Regions from separate parts of the Mus musculus genome. Here region 1 is linked to region 2. Evidence: chromatin contacts called from public ChIA-PET data. All regions are on one chromosome and are shown on one strand. The core of a region is the stretch at or near the end of the contact, and the rest is flanking DNA. Distances in the headings are between cores, read along the strand shown.

Region 1 (6,694 bases), core at 1,923-4,422, 110 kb after region 2:
TATGTGAGTACATCTGTGTATGTGTAGGTACATGTTTCTCTGTGTATGTGTGTATACATTGTATACATTTGTCTCTATGCATGTATGTGTGAGAACATCTGTCTATATATTGTCCATGTGTGTGTGCATCCCTCTGTATGTGTATACATCTGTCTCTGAATATTTGTGTGCACATGTCTCTTTGTATGTACATGTATATGTGCGTCTGTCTCTGTGTATGTGTGTGTATCTGTCTCTATGTATGTGTAAGTACATCTGTGTATGTGTGCATCTGTCTCTGTGTATGAGTGTATACATTTGTCTCTGTGTAGGTATGTGAAAGTACATGTCTATGTGTGTGTATCTCTCTCTCTCTCTCTCTCTCTCTCTCTGTGTGTGTGTGTGTGTGTGTGTGTGTGTGTGTGTGTGTGGATTTTCCTATGCATGTGCATGCTCTCCATGGATCTATCTCCTGTTTCTGGTGCTCTGGTGGGTCCTCAAGTGACACTGAAGTAAAAGGGCAAAGGAAGGCTTGGGAGCACATGTAGGAGACCCAGTTTAGGTTTCCTGGAAAAGTGAGATTGGCAGGATGATGGCCAAGAGCAGGTTCCAATCTTTGTAAGATTTCTGGGCCTATGAAAAAACTTCAGATCTTACTGAGTGAACAAGAAAATGGTTGTAGTATTAGACTTCCCTCAGAGTAATAGAATCTGACTTTGGGAAGACAGCATTTACATATGTAGCCTAGACTAGCCTCAGAGTTGTGGTCTTCCTGCCTCTGTCTGCTTTTGTTTATTTATTTGCTTATTATAAAGTCCATGTACCCCAGGCTGGCCTTGATCTTGTTATATAGCTAAAGATGAACTTGAACTTCTCATCCTCCTGCCTGTATCTTCTAAGACCTGAGGTTACAAACATGCAGTGCTACACCTGGTTTATGCTGAGGATAGAACTCAGAACTTTGTGTACCAGGCAAGCACTCTACCAACTGAGCTACATATCGCTTAGCCTCTGACTTATGATAATTTGATTTAAGAGAGGTAGTGTGTGAAGAACAGGGTGGGGTGGGGGTTAAGTGATGTGCAAGCCCGAGCAGAGAAGCCCGATGTGCTGTTGGGATAAGCCAGGTGACATCCAATATTAAGCCTTAATCTAAATCTTGAAGATGACTCTGACATTCAAGTGGATTACATAGTGTTAGTCAATGTCTTCCTAATTAGGAAATATTCTGGATACTCCCTGCCTGGAAGACAAGGAAGAAGGTAGGTGGTGGGCAAATACGGATGTGCAAGCTTTAGACGTCTGCAAAAGCACAAGGGTCTAAGAAGCCTCAGCCTAGATAGGAATTTCCAGAATAAGAAAATGGTTGGTTTAAACTAATGCTAAGTAGCTACTGACATATCCCAATCTGGACACATTCCTAAATACTGTCCATGTACCATGCAAGCAAGTTTATTAATTTTGCATCATTCAATCATTGCTAAAAAACAGACAGGTCCCAATATAATGACTTGATCATGGCTTATTTGTTTTAGATTCTATGGATTGGCACTTTGAACTGGGAAAGTTTACCTCTGCTCCATATGGTGACAGCTGGAGTCACACATATGGCTACAGCCACGTGGCAAGCCAGCAGGGTTTGGCTACTCCCCGATGTCCCATTGACTGGTTTAGCAGTAGGCTGATAAGACAGAGCCAACTGGTATCTAAGAATCCAGTAGGTTAAGCCAGGCTTCTTCAGGTGGTGGCCAAGTTCTACAAATCAGTAAGGAAGTAAATACAAAACACACACACTCTCTCTCTCTCTCTCTCTCTCTGTGTGTGTGTGTGTGTGTGTGTGTGTGTTTCAAATCTCTTTCTGTGCTATTGCCCAAATCAGGCTGCATGGCCAAAGCTAAAACTAACATTGTAAGGAATATGTTGGGTTGAGGAAGCGTGGTCCATTAAGTTTGCCATTAATCCACTACCATCTTTATTAAAACCTCATGTATTAGATACTGTTTCAATGCCCTGACAAAATACCCAACAAAAGCTTATTAAGGGAGGTGCATCTTGGTTCACAGTTTGAGAGTATCGTTCATCAGAGTGGGGGCATCATGGCCATCGCTGGTCACATTACATCCACAGTCAGGAAGCTGAGAAAGACGGATATGAAAGGAGACAATATTCATCTCTCCCTTTTCCCTTTTTACTCAATCCAGGACATGAAGAATGTGCTGCCCATATTTAGGGAGGGTCTTCTGTCTTAGCCCAGTCTATAAACTTCCTTACAGATATTTGTCTCCTAAGTGGTTCTAGGTCCTGTCAAGTAAACAATCAATATTACGCATCCCATCCTGTGATGAAGGTACTATTAATATCCCCCATTTTAAGGTAGTTTGGATAGTATGTGTTCGTAGTCTCGACTACTAGGGAGGCAAGTATGGGAGGATTGTTTAAATCCAGGAATTTGGGGTCAGCATGGGATATAAAGGAAGACCCAGTTGAGGTAAAGTCAGGGATTCCCTCTTTTGGTTGAGAAACCTAAGTCTAGTAAGGCACTAAATAACCCATAGCTAGTACAGGGCAAAGCCATCATGTGAGGCACACACTGTATTCTGAAAACCACAGGTCTGACTAGAGGGGTGAGAAGGGACAACTTCAATGGATCTTGAACCCTAGCAAATCCTCCCCTCCAGGTGACTGACTGCAGACTCCAAGGGCTGGGTAAGCCTTAGGCAGCAGTGGGTGGAAGATCTGTGGGCTGGGGTTTCTGGGAAAAGAAAGAAAGAAAAGCTTCAAACAAAAAATAGCATCAGAGTCATGGGCTGGGAGAAAACCCTGAATCAAACTACAGAAGGCAGATGGTGCCAAAAATAGAAGTGGTGTCTCCAAAGTCGGCCCAGAAGGAGGTCAAGAGAACCTAGCAGAAATCGGTGTGCAGCATGCGGCTGCCAAAGGACTCGCCTCTCACATTGCCCGTCTGAGAGGAAGGTGTACCTAAAAATCAGTAACTGTTGTTAGAGTGATTTTCTGGGATTGTGGTCAGGGTGGCAGAGTTGAAATCCACTTTCTCCTCTTCTGTGAGGGTGTGTGAGGAAACCCGGAATAGAGAAGATGCCAGAATAACAGGGAGCAGCTTTGAGCAGCCTCTGAGTGTATTTATAGATATCAAGCACACGAAATACGCCCACATCATACTCCCTCTCCCCAGGAATCCAGGATGTGTGAGGGATAACACAAGGTGTGCGGTTAACAGTCTGTACCACACACAGGATGGGCGGGGCGTAAGCATTCTGTAACATTTCCTTTTTAGTATCTGACCACTGTTCCAGCAAAGCCGGGAACTGACTGATTGGCAGGCACACAGACAGGATTGTTTTGAGTGTAAGATTTTTCTGTTTTCAAACATTACAACTGAGGTGATGTGTCAGACATCTCTCAGGCCAAGATGGCTATCCACTGTGACCTCTAGGGACTGGGTGAGACTGTGACCCCAACCCACCAATCCTCCACCCACTTCTCCCTAGCAAGGCGGTGGGTAGGACCACATCATTTTTACCCCATACAGCTCTCTGATAGCACTTCTTACAGTAAAACTATATTGATTTTTCTGAAAGTTGAACTGGGGATATGGCTCTGTGGGGAAGATTGCTGCTTTTTAAGAAGCAGGGCCTCAACTAGAATCCCTAGCACAATGGGGCTGTGGAGATGGCTCAACAGTTAAAAGCCCTCTTCCAAAGGACCCAGGTTTGATTCCCAGCAGCTACATAGTGACTCAACCACCTGTAATGCTAGATCCAGGGGATGCAATGTCTGCTCCTGGTCTCTGCAGGCACTGTGCATGTATGCAAGTGACTCACGGATATACATGCAAGAAAAAAACACCCATGCATATGCAATTTTAAACTCCTCGGCCCTCAACATAAAAAAGAAAGAAAGAAAGAGAGAAAGAAAAAAGAGAAAAGGAAAGAAAGAAAAGGAAAGGAAAGAATAGCCAAGCATGACTGTGTGTGCTTGTCGCTCTAACACAGGGGTAGAGATAGACAGACACTAAGGAGCTGACAGACCAGCCAACCCAGACAGAACAGTGAGCCTCAAGTTTAGTGGGAGACCATGTCTCCAGGCAATCAGGCCAAAGGTGATCAGAGAAAGCCAACTGATGTTCTGTTCTGGTCTCTGCATGCTCCAATGCACACGGCCCCATGTGTGTACCACTCATACATACACATATACAAAATTTAAAAGAAGAATAAGGCTATTTTACTGGAGGTTTTTGATGGGGTGGGAGGCTTGACTGTGTAGCCTGGACCTTTGGCTTTGGAAGTGTGTTGGTGGCAAGTTAATAAACTTGCTTCCTATTACTGGTATAAAGACCATGACCAAAAGCAACTTGGGAAGGAGATGGTTTATTTCCACTGCAACTTATAGTTCATTGTTGGGGGACATTCAGGCAGAATGCGAGGCAGGAACCTGGAAGGGTACTATTTTACTGGCTTGTTTGCATGGCTTGCCCAACCTACTTTCTTTCTTTCTTTCTTTCTTTCTTTCTTTCTTTCTTTCTTTTTTTTTTTTTTTTTGAAAACAGGAGTTGCCTTTATTTTTTAGTCAATATTTAAAAACATGCCTTTAAAATGATAGTCTCATTTTCATTTTTGCTTTTGTTATTTTAAAAAGCACAGACATTGTAAACAATGTAAAATATCTTGATGTTATAGTATTATTATATGACTAGTTTATAATTATAAAGCTTTTTTTAATTACGTATTTTCCTCAATTACATTTCCAATGCTATCCCAAAAGTCCCCCACATCCTCCCCCCCCCCACTCCCCTACCCACCCATTCCCATTTTTTGGCCCTGGCGTTCCCCTGTACTGGGGCATATAAAGTTTGCAAGTCCAATGGGCCTCTCTTTCCAGTGATGGCCGACTAGGCCATCTTTTGATACATATGCAGCTAGAGTCAAGAGCTCCGGGGTACTGCTTAGTTCATATTGTTGTTCCACCTATAGGGTTGCAGTTCCCTTTAGCTCCTTGGGTACTTTCTCTAGCTCCTCTATTGGGGGCCCTGTGATCCATCCAATAGCTGACTGTGAGCATCCACTTCTGTGTTTGCTAGGCCCAGGCATAGTCTCACAAGAGACAGCTATATCACGGTCCTTGCAACAAAGGCTTGCTAGTGTATGCAATGGTGTCATAGTTTAGAGGCTAATTATGGGGTGGATCCCTGGATATGGCAGTCTCTACATGGTCCATCCTTTTGTCTCAGCTCCAAACTTTGTCGCTGTAACTCCTTCCATGGGTGATTGTTTCCAATTCTAAGAAGGGGCAAAGTGTCCACACTTTGGTCTTCGTTCTTCTTCAATTTCATGTGTTTTGCAAATTGTACCTTATATCTCGCTATACTAAGTTTCTGGGCTAATATCCACTTATCAGTGAGTACATATCATTTGAGTTCTTTTGTGATTGTGTTACCTCACTCAGGATGATGCCCTCCAGGTCCATCCATTTGGCTAGGAATTTCATAAATTCATTCTTTTTAATAGCTGAGTAGTACTCCATTGTGTAGATGTACCACATTTTCTGTATCCATTCCTCTGTTGAGGGGCATCGGGGTTCTTTACAGCTTCTGGCTATTATAAATAAGGCTGCTATGAACATAGTGGAGCATGTGTCCTTCTTACCGGTTGGAACATCTTCTGGATATATGCCCAGGAGAGGTATTGCGGGATCCTCCGGTAGTACTATGTCCAATTTTCTGAGGAACCGCCAGACTGATTTCCAGAGTGGTTGTACAAGCTTGCAATCCCACCAACAATGGAGGAGTGTTCCTCTTTCTCCACATCCTCGCCAGCATCTGCTGTCACCTGAATTTTTGATCTTAGCCATTCTGACTGGTGTGAGATGGAATCTCAGGGTTGTTTTGATTTGCATTCCTCTGATGATTAAGGATGATGAACATTTTTTCAGGTGCTTCTCAGCCATTCGGTATTCCTCGGGTGAGAATTCTTTGTTTAGCTCTGAGCCCCATCTTTTAATCCAACCTACTTTCTGATAGAACCACCTCTCAGGTATGGTCCTACCTACAATGCCCAGCTAAGTAGACTTTATTTTAAAATCATTTAATTGGCTCTCTAGACAGACTGACTGTCTGTATATGTGCGACAGAAGGATCAATAAAGGAATATGAAGGAGAGATTCCCAATAACAGAAGGATCCCTGTCTCCCCACTCCCTGATAATTAAACCATTAAACTCCAGGACCAAATCCACACAAGTAATAATCTAGACATGAAAGCATCCAGGAGTATTCATTATTCTTGTTTTATTTTTTATTACATATATTTATTTCTGGGAGATAGAGACATACAGAGAGAGAGAGAGAGAGAGAGAGAGAGAGATGGAGACAGAAACAGAGAAACATACACACACAGATCAGAGAGAGAGAGAGATGTTTAGGTTTGGGGGCACACATGCCATGGTGTGCATATTGAAGTCAACTTTTTTTTTTTTTGAGACAGGGTTTCTCTGTATATACCTGGCTGTCCTGGAACTCACTTTGTAGACCAGGCTGGCCTCGAACTCAGAAATCGGCCTGCCTCTGCCTCCCGAGTGCTGGGATTAAAGGCATGTGCCACCACACCCGGCTGAAGTCAACTTTTTAAGAGATTCTCCTTCCATCGTGTGAGTCCTAGGGATTGAACTCAGGTCATTAAGCTATGGAAAGTGTCTATACC
Region 2 (6,043 bases), core at 1,210-3,709:
CTCTAGCAAGTAACAAAAGAGGAAAAGGACAGACAGGGATGTGGAGATAGAGCTCCAAGCCTGACAAATCTAGGAAGGAGTTACTCTAGACATCCCAGACTCACAGGACACTCCATGATAAAGAAGGGAAGCCCTGCATCTCTGCTCCAATAGAATCAGGTTAGACATTGTTATCTGTTATCTGGACTAGTCTGACTGAAGCCTTGGATGCTATGGCACAGAAACAGGCTGTCCCACTCCATCTTCCATGGAGTTCAACTACTGAATTGTACACATGCTAAAAGTATTTGGTATTGAGCGTCCCATTACATTCCAGGGTGGCTCATTAAGGTATCAGTATAAAACCAAAGCAGTCTTCATGATCTTTCTCTAATGGTATCCATCTCCCGTTAAAGCCTGGAAGCAGCTCTTCCACAGCATAAGAAAGGTCATGGGATGTAACCCAGCTGAAGACAGTCATGGTGTTCTCTTCCCACTTCGTTTCCCACTACTCTCGCAGCCATATTCTACCTCCAGCCACCGCTGAGCAACCGCCCTCTCACAGCCTTTACATCTGTGTTGTCTGTTCCCGTGCCCTGAAGTGCTTTTCCCATCCCAAACCATTTCCATTTCTCCGATGAACTCTAGCTCAGTTTTAAAGGTGTGGATCCTACATGTAAACCAAGCTGAAGTACCACCCCTGACCCCAAAATAAAACGCTCCGCCAGTGCCCCATGCAGAGCTCTGTAATCCCGTAGTCACTCCAGTTTCTATGACTAGAGGAGTCTACTTGGTGCGTCTCAAATCCAGTGCCCTGAGACAGTGACAGGTGTGCTCAGTCCTCATCTATTACATGAGCAGGAATGTCACCCTTCTGTAAATGGCTAAGGTTGTACACGTCACAGCTCTGCATAGTTTTGTCACATTGTAAATTATAGAGAGAATGCTTCTTTTCATTCTCACATGAGAACCTGAGAAATAGAACTGGAGCCTCTACAACTTTAAATTCAAATCACATGTCCCATTTCTATGAGTTTCTATTCATTGCTGTTGTTTTGGTTTTGTTGTTTTGAGACAGGATCTCTTGACAGCCAGGTCAAAGATTCTCCTGACTCATGCTCCCGAATGCTGGGAATAGAGTTGTGCATGCCTAGCTCTACTCCCAAAGGCTGGGAACAGAGTTATGTAGCATCATGCCTAGCTCTGTAAGCATTTGTCTCCCAACTCCCAAGAATTACAAACTGCCCAGAGAAAACAGTTTGGGAGAAGATTGTGTCTCCAGCCATATAAAAGGTTCAGGAATGTGGTGTCAAATAAAGCAAGTGCATAATGGGAGGAAGGGAGGGAGGGAGGGAGGGAGGGAGGGAGGGAGGGAGGGAGGGAGGGGGAGGCTAGCTGACTGTAGGGTGACATAAAAGTTTCAAAAAGCCACTTAAAAGGATGATATCATTCAACAGTTTTCAATCTAGAACTATTGAACGCAATGCAGTGAGTGAGTTCTCTTAAGGGACTGGAGAAATAGCTCTGCAGTCAGGAGCACTTTCTGTGACAGAAGATCCTAACACCCAACTTGGGTGGACAACTGCCTATAACTCCAGCTCCAGGGGATCCAACTCCCACTTCTGGTCTCCTTCTGTACACACACACACACACACACACACACACACACAGCATTCACTCACATAGATACACATATACATAAATAATAATAATTTTTTAATTTAAAGAAAGGTCTTTCAACTCACAAGACAGCAAAACTAATGAGTTTTTGTTATTTGTGTTTGTAGGCATCTAGCTGTAGAAAGAACCCAGTCTCCCAAAGGTTCTTGGTTCAAATCCCTTGCTGTGTATAAGCTTTTGCTGTAGTGGTCAAGTCCATTTCTTCTAGGCCCCCAAGGCTTCTACTCATACAGGAGCACAACTTATGAAAAACATGAAATAAAGTAAGGAAATACTGGGCTGGGGAAATATATCAGTCATGTCTTTGCAAGCATTAGAACTGGACTTGGATCCTTAGAACTCAGGTTAAAATAGTCATGGTGGTGCATCATTGTTATCTCAGCAGAGAGATTCTTGGCTGGCTAGCCCAGCCTACTAGAGAATTCCAGGCTAGTGAGAGACCTAACTCAACATGGACAACACCAGGTCCTCTGTTCTATACATGTTTCCTGACACACACACACACACAGACCACCCCTAAAGAAACAGAAAGACAGGAAACTACCTAGCACCACAGAAGGAAGTGGAGAGAAGATGGTGGAGGGAAGAGAGGAAGCAAAGGGGAAGAGGTCACTTGCCTTCTCCTCGGAGGAAATGGTGAGTTTATCACTGGAGATTAAGCTGCACACCTGCTCGATGCCGAGGTTAAGAAACTCTTCACTAAGTACGACATCTGCAAAATGTTGTTCTGTTGGAGAGCCAGAGAGAGAAGTCGTTAATCACTTCATCGCCACACAGCCAACAGGGAAACATCTCTTAACCCAAAAGGAAGGAAGCCAATGGCGTCTCTTCTGGGCAAGAATCAATGCCAAGGCTGCCTTCATGTACACTCACTGGGCTTAAAACAGTGTTAGGGCTTAAAACAGTGCACACTAAACAGCTATGTTGTAGCACAGCGCATTCTATATTTAAATCTATAAAACCTCGGGTCATACAAAGCACTTGGTAGTGTAAATCCACATCCTTGAATATAGTATGCAAAACATTAGAACATTACAATGGGAGAAAACTGTTTGAAAACTTAACAAAAAGCCTTAAGTACTGTCCAATATAAACACGTGCGCAGCTTTTAAAAAAATTAGTTCATTACAATGAAGCAAAAGCAAAGGTTTACAATAGATCTAAATTCTATAAGTAATTTATTTGGGAACAAAATGATTGATTTTATACCTCAAGTCCTTCCCAGGAAACTGGTAAAATTGGTAATTCTTAAAACACTCAAATCCTCTCCTTGATTCTTCTGATTTTTGAGGGGGTCAGGGAGCAACATAATGACATGACTTTATAACATAATTAATGATTTAAAAGCTTATAAAGGATGTATCCAGTACAAAACAGCTTTTTATTGCAAACCCACTTCCCGCTTACAAAGTGTGAGCTAGACATAGAAGACTGTGGTCTGGGCTTTGCACTTAGGCACACCAAGTTTGAATCTCAGCTCTACCATGTGCTGGCTTGTATGATGTGGGGTGATTATATAATCCCCTAAACCATGGCTTCCACACCTGTAGAGGCTCAGAAAGGTTCCTAACATACTAATGACATGATAATGTTTTATAAAGAATAAGGAACTACGTGTGGAGGAGGTTAAGAACTCTAACAGGGCCTGTTAGCCCTGTGACCTCCAAATGCTAAACGAATACCAGAAAGTCTACATTATCTCCCACTTGGCCTTCACAGTTGACTGTACTCCTACAGTATGGTTAAAAAACTTTTCTATGGTGAAATAAAAGCTTCCTTTCAATACGCATTTCAAGATACCCTAAAGAAAATTATTAGCGTTCGATTTAAAATATTTAAAAACAAAATGTGCACTTTCACAAACCTCCTGAATACCTATTCACTTTATAAAAGGCTGCTCACCAGATGACTTCAAACATAATGAGCAACTCGTGGGGTAATTACAAAATTATTGGATTTACAAAAATCCCACAGACACAGTTCTTTTCAAAGTCAGTGTCTGGGTTAGGCAAGCAAGATATCACACTGAAATAAACATGAAGACGGAATTTCTTTTGTAAATGAAAAAAAAATTAACCCCAAATGGATCACACAATGGCCTTAGAAGCACAGAATGTCAGGAGAAGACCTAGTGGGGTCTGGCCTGCGATGACTTCCTGTACACAGCCCAGGAAGCAAGTCGTCGGATGAAGCAAACAATTAGTGCACTGCACTTCATTAACATTAGATCTTTGTGTTATGAAATAAAAAGATGTCATAATTTTCAAGAGAAAACTCTATAAAACATTTAACTTACAAAAGACTGTTATGTAAAACATGGAACTCTTAAATCTCAACAAGAAAAATAGTCCCATTTTTTCAAATGGGCGAGAGATCTGAATAAACACTTCCTCAACGATTACATAAAGGTGGAAAACAAGCACATCAAAAGACACCTGTCATCTTGTCCCATCACCAACGACACCATCCTACAGATCCACACATCTGTTAGAACAACACGAAATTCAGGCCACAGAGGCTACACAGACCTGGTCTCCAAACAAAAACCTGAAAACACTGAGAAAATGAGAGACGGGTGACAGGAGCTCTTGTCACTCTGCCTCCAGAAAGGGAAAAGAAAAACAAAAAACAAACCCGTGGGACATCAGGTAGAAGCAGCCGTGGCCACGCAAGTCTGAGGTCAGACGCTGGTCTCCAGAACCCACATCTGTGACAGCAGGAAACCCAAGGCACCATGGGAGGTGGACACAGGAGAATCACCCAAAGGCTCCCAGGCCAGCTAGCTGGAGAGAACTGACACCCTATATGTCCATGGCAGAGCGAGCCCCCATAGTACTGTAATAAAAGCCCACACACAGTGATTGACAGCCGCCGAATAAACCTCCCCTGTGTACATGAACCACATTTTCAATATTTCTAAGTTTTTCAATATTTCTAAGCTGATGGGTATCCAGGCTGATTCCATTCCTGGCTATTCTGAAAAGAGCAGCGTTGAACACAGACGAGCAGCACCTCTGGTAAGGCATGGAGTCCTCTGAGAACATGCCCAGGAGTGGTACAGCGGGTCACACGGAAGGGCTATTCTTGAGAAGCCTTTATACTGATCTGCACAGTGGCTGCTAGTATATACACCCACTAACAATGAACAAGGGTTGCTTTTCCCCATACCTTTATATTTAGCCCTAAAAATAAGTGCATTCTATTAAGTGCAATCACCCAGGATCTCTCTCTCTCTCTCTCTCTCTCTCTCTCACACACACACACACACACAATATTAATAGGAGTAAACACCAAGAAAAAACTGCAAGGAGCCAGGAGATAGTGGAAAGAGGCAGAAAGAGTAATTAAATACATGAGCTATGAAATTGAAAGGGATGGGTGTGGTGGAAAGATGCAGCAGAGTTGGGAAAGAAATGGGCAAAGGCACTGGCAGTGGGAGGAGTCAGGCAAAGCTAGAACTATGAAATTGACAACGAAATGGGTTACTTTGTACACTAATTAAAATTTTTAAACTAAAAAAACAAAGATTTACAGTAGTTATAAAAAGTGTATCATACAAAATGGAATCATTTCTATCATAGTTAACCAAAATAAAACCAAGGTGGCTCAGGGAAAAAACCAATCAAGCGACAACGTCTTCTTCAAACCAAGCCCAACGCAGAACTACAGGACCTGAACTGAACCTACAAGATCCTAACTCTTACCTACAAACCGTGGCAGCCGGCCAGTTAGAACAGACAGTCAGAAGAGGACAGACCTTGCAAGATGCTGCCCTCCTGCCAAACCACTTACGTAACGTTCCGATTTCCTAGTAAAGCCACCCTGGGAGTTGGGGGTGGGGGGCGGGAGCACAACTGATACAGTGCTTAGGCATGGGTTCAATCCCCAGGTGTGGTGTTGGCTGTGGTCCTCAGTGCTAGAGAAATGGAGACAAGAAGATATGCAGGACTCCTGAAGAATAACAGCCATATCCCCGGCCCACTTTCCACTTTTTATTTTCACACAGCCTCTCACTAAGTTGCCCAGAACAGCCTTGAATTCACTTTGTAGCCCAGGCTGGACCTGAGTTTGCATTTCCCACGTAGCTGCGATCACAGGCATGCATCACCAGGCCTGGCTCAGTCAAAAGACTGTTACTCAGCTAGAGAAACATAAGACATAAACGACTCTTAAGTATGTATTACTAAACAAAGGAAGGCAATCTGAACAGCTATAAAACTGTACACTTACAAGAAGATCTTCTAGAAATGGCAAAACTAGAGAGAGAGTAAGAGATCAGTAGTGCCCATGTCTGATACGGGAACAGTGGGGGTTGAATGGGGGATTTTCAGAACAGGGCAACTATTCTGTAATGGTGGGTAGGTATGTGTCTTAGTGTTTAGAG

The links. ChIA-PET counts read pairs in DNA pulled down with a chosen protein or histone mark.
Region 1: a contact with region 2 is called in an RNA polymerase II ChIA-PET map of memory CD8 T cells, with 10 read pairs. The contact joins two enhancer-like sites. A contact is called at or near these places in 1 of 484 Hi-C or Micro-C datasets (embryonic stem cells), 2 of 115 datasets of contacts at active chromatin or transcription factors (embryonic stem cells and memory CD8 T cells) and 2 of 9 other capture datasets (adipose tissue and liver).

Annotation. Positions count from the first base shown.
Region 1 is chr8:64,868,804-64,875,497 of GRCm38.p6, forward strand. No RefSeq gene overlaps it. Among named protein-coding and RNA genes, the nearest start is that of Gm40501, 8.8 kb to the right of the region's middle. Within about 2 kb of position 3,173, at least 73 of the 459 cell types and tissues checked have an H3K27ac peak or open chromatin away from gene starts, as enhancers often do. A contact at or near this core is called in memory CD8 T cells, where this site is marked.
Region 2 is chr8:64,761,847-64,767,889 of GRCm38.p6, forward strand. Klhl2 (kelch-like 2, Mayven) reads right to left here. Exons shown (of 15, transcript NM_178633.3): 6 at 2,277-2,386. Among named protein-coding and RNA genes, the nearest start is that of Gm46040, 11 kb to the right of the region's middle. Within about 2 kb of position 2,460, at least 16 of the 459 cell types and tissues checked have an H3K27ac peak or open chromatin away from gene starts, as enhancers often do. A contact at or near this core is called in memory CD8 T cells, where this site is marked.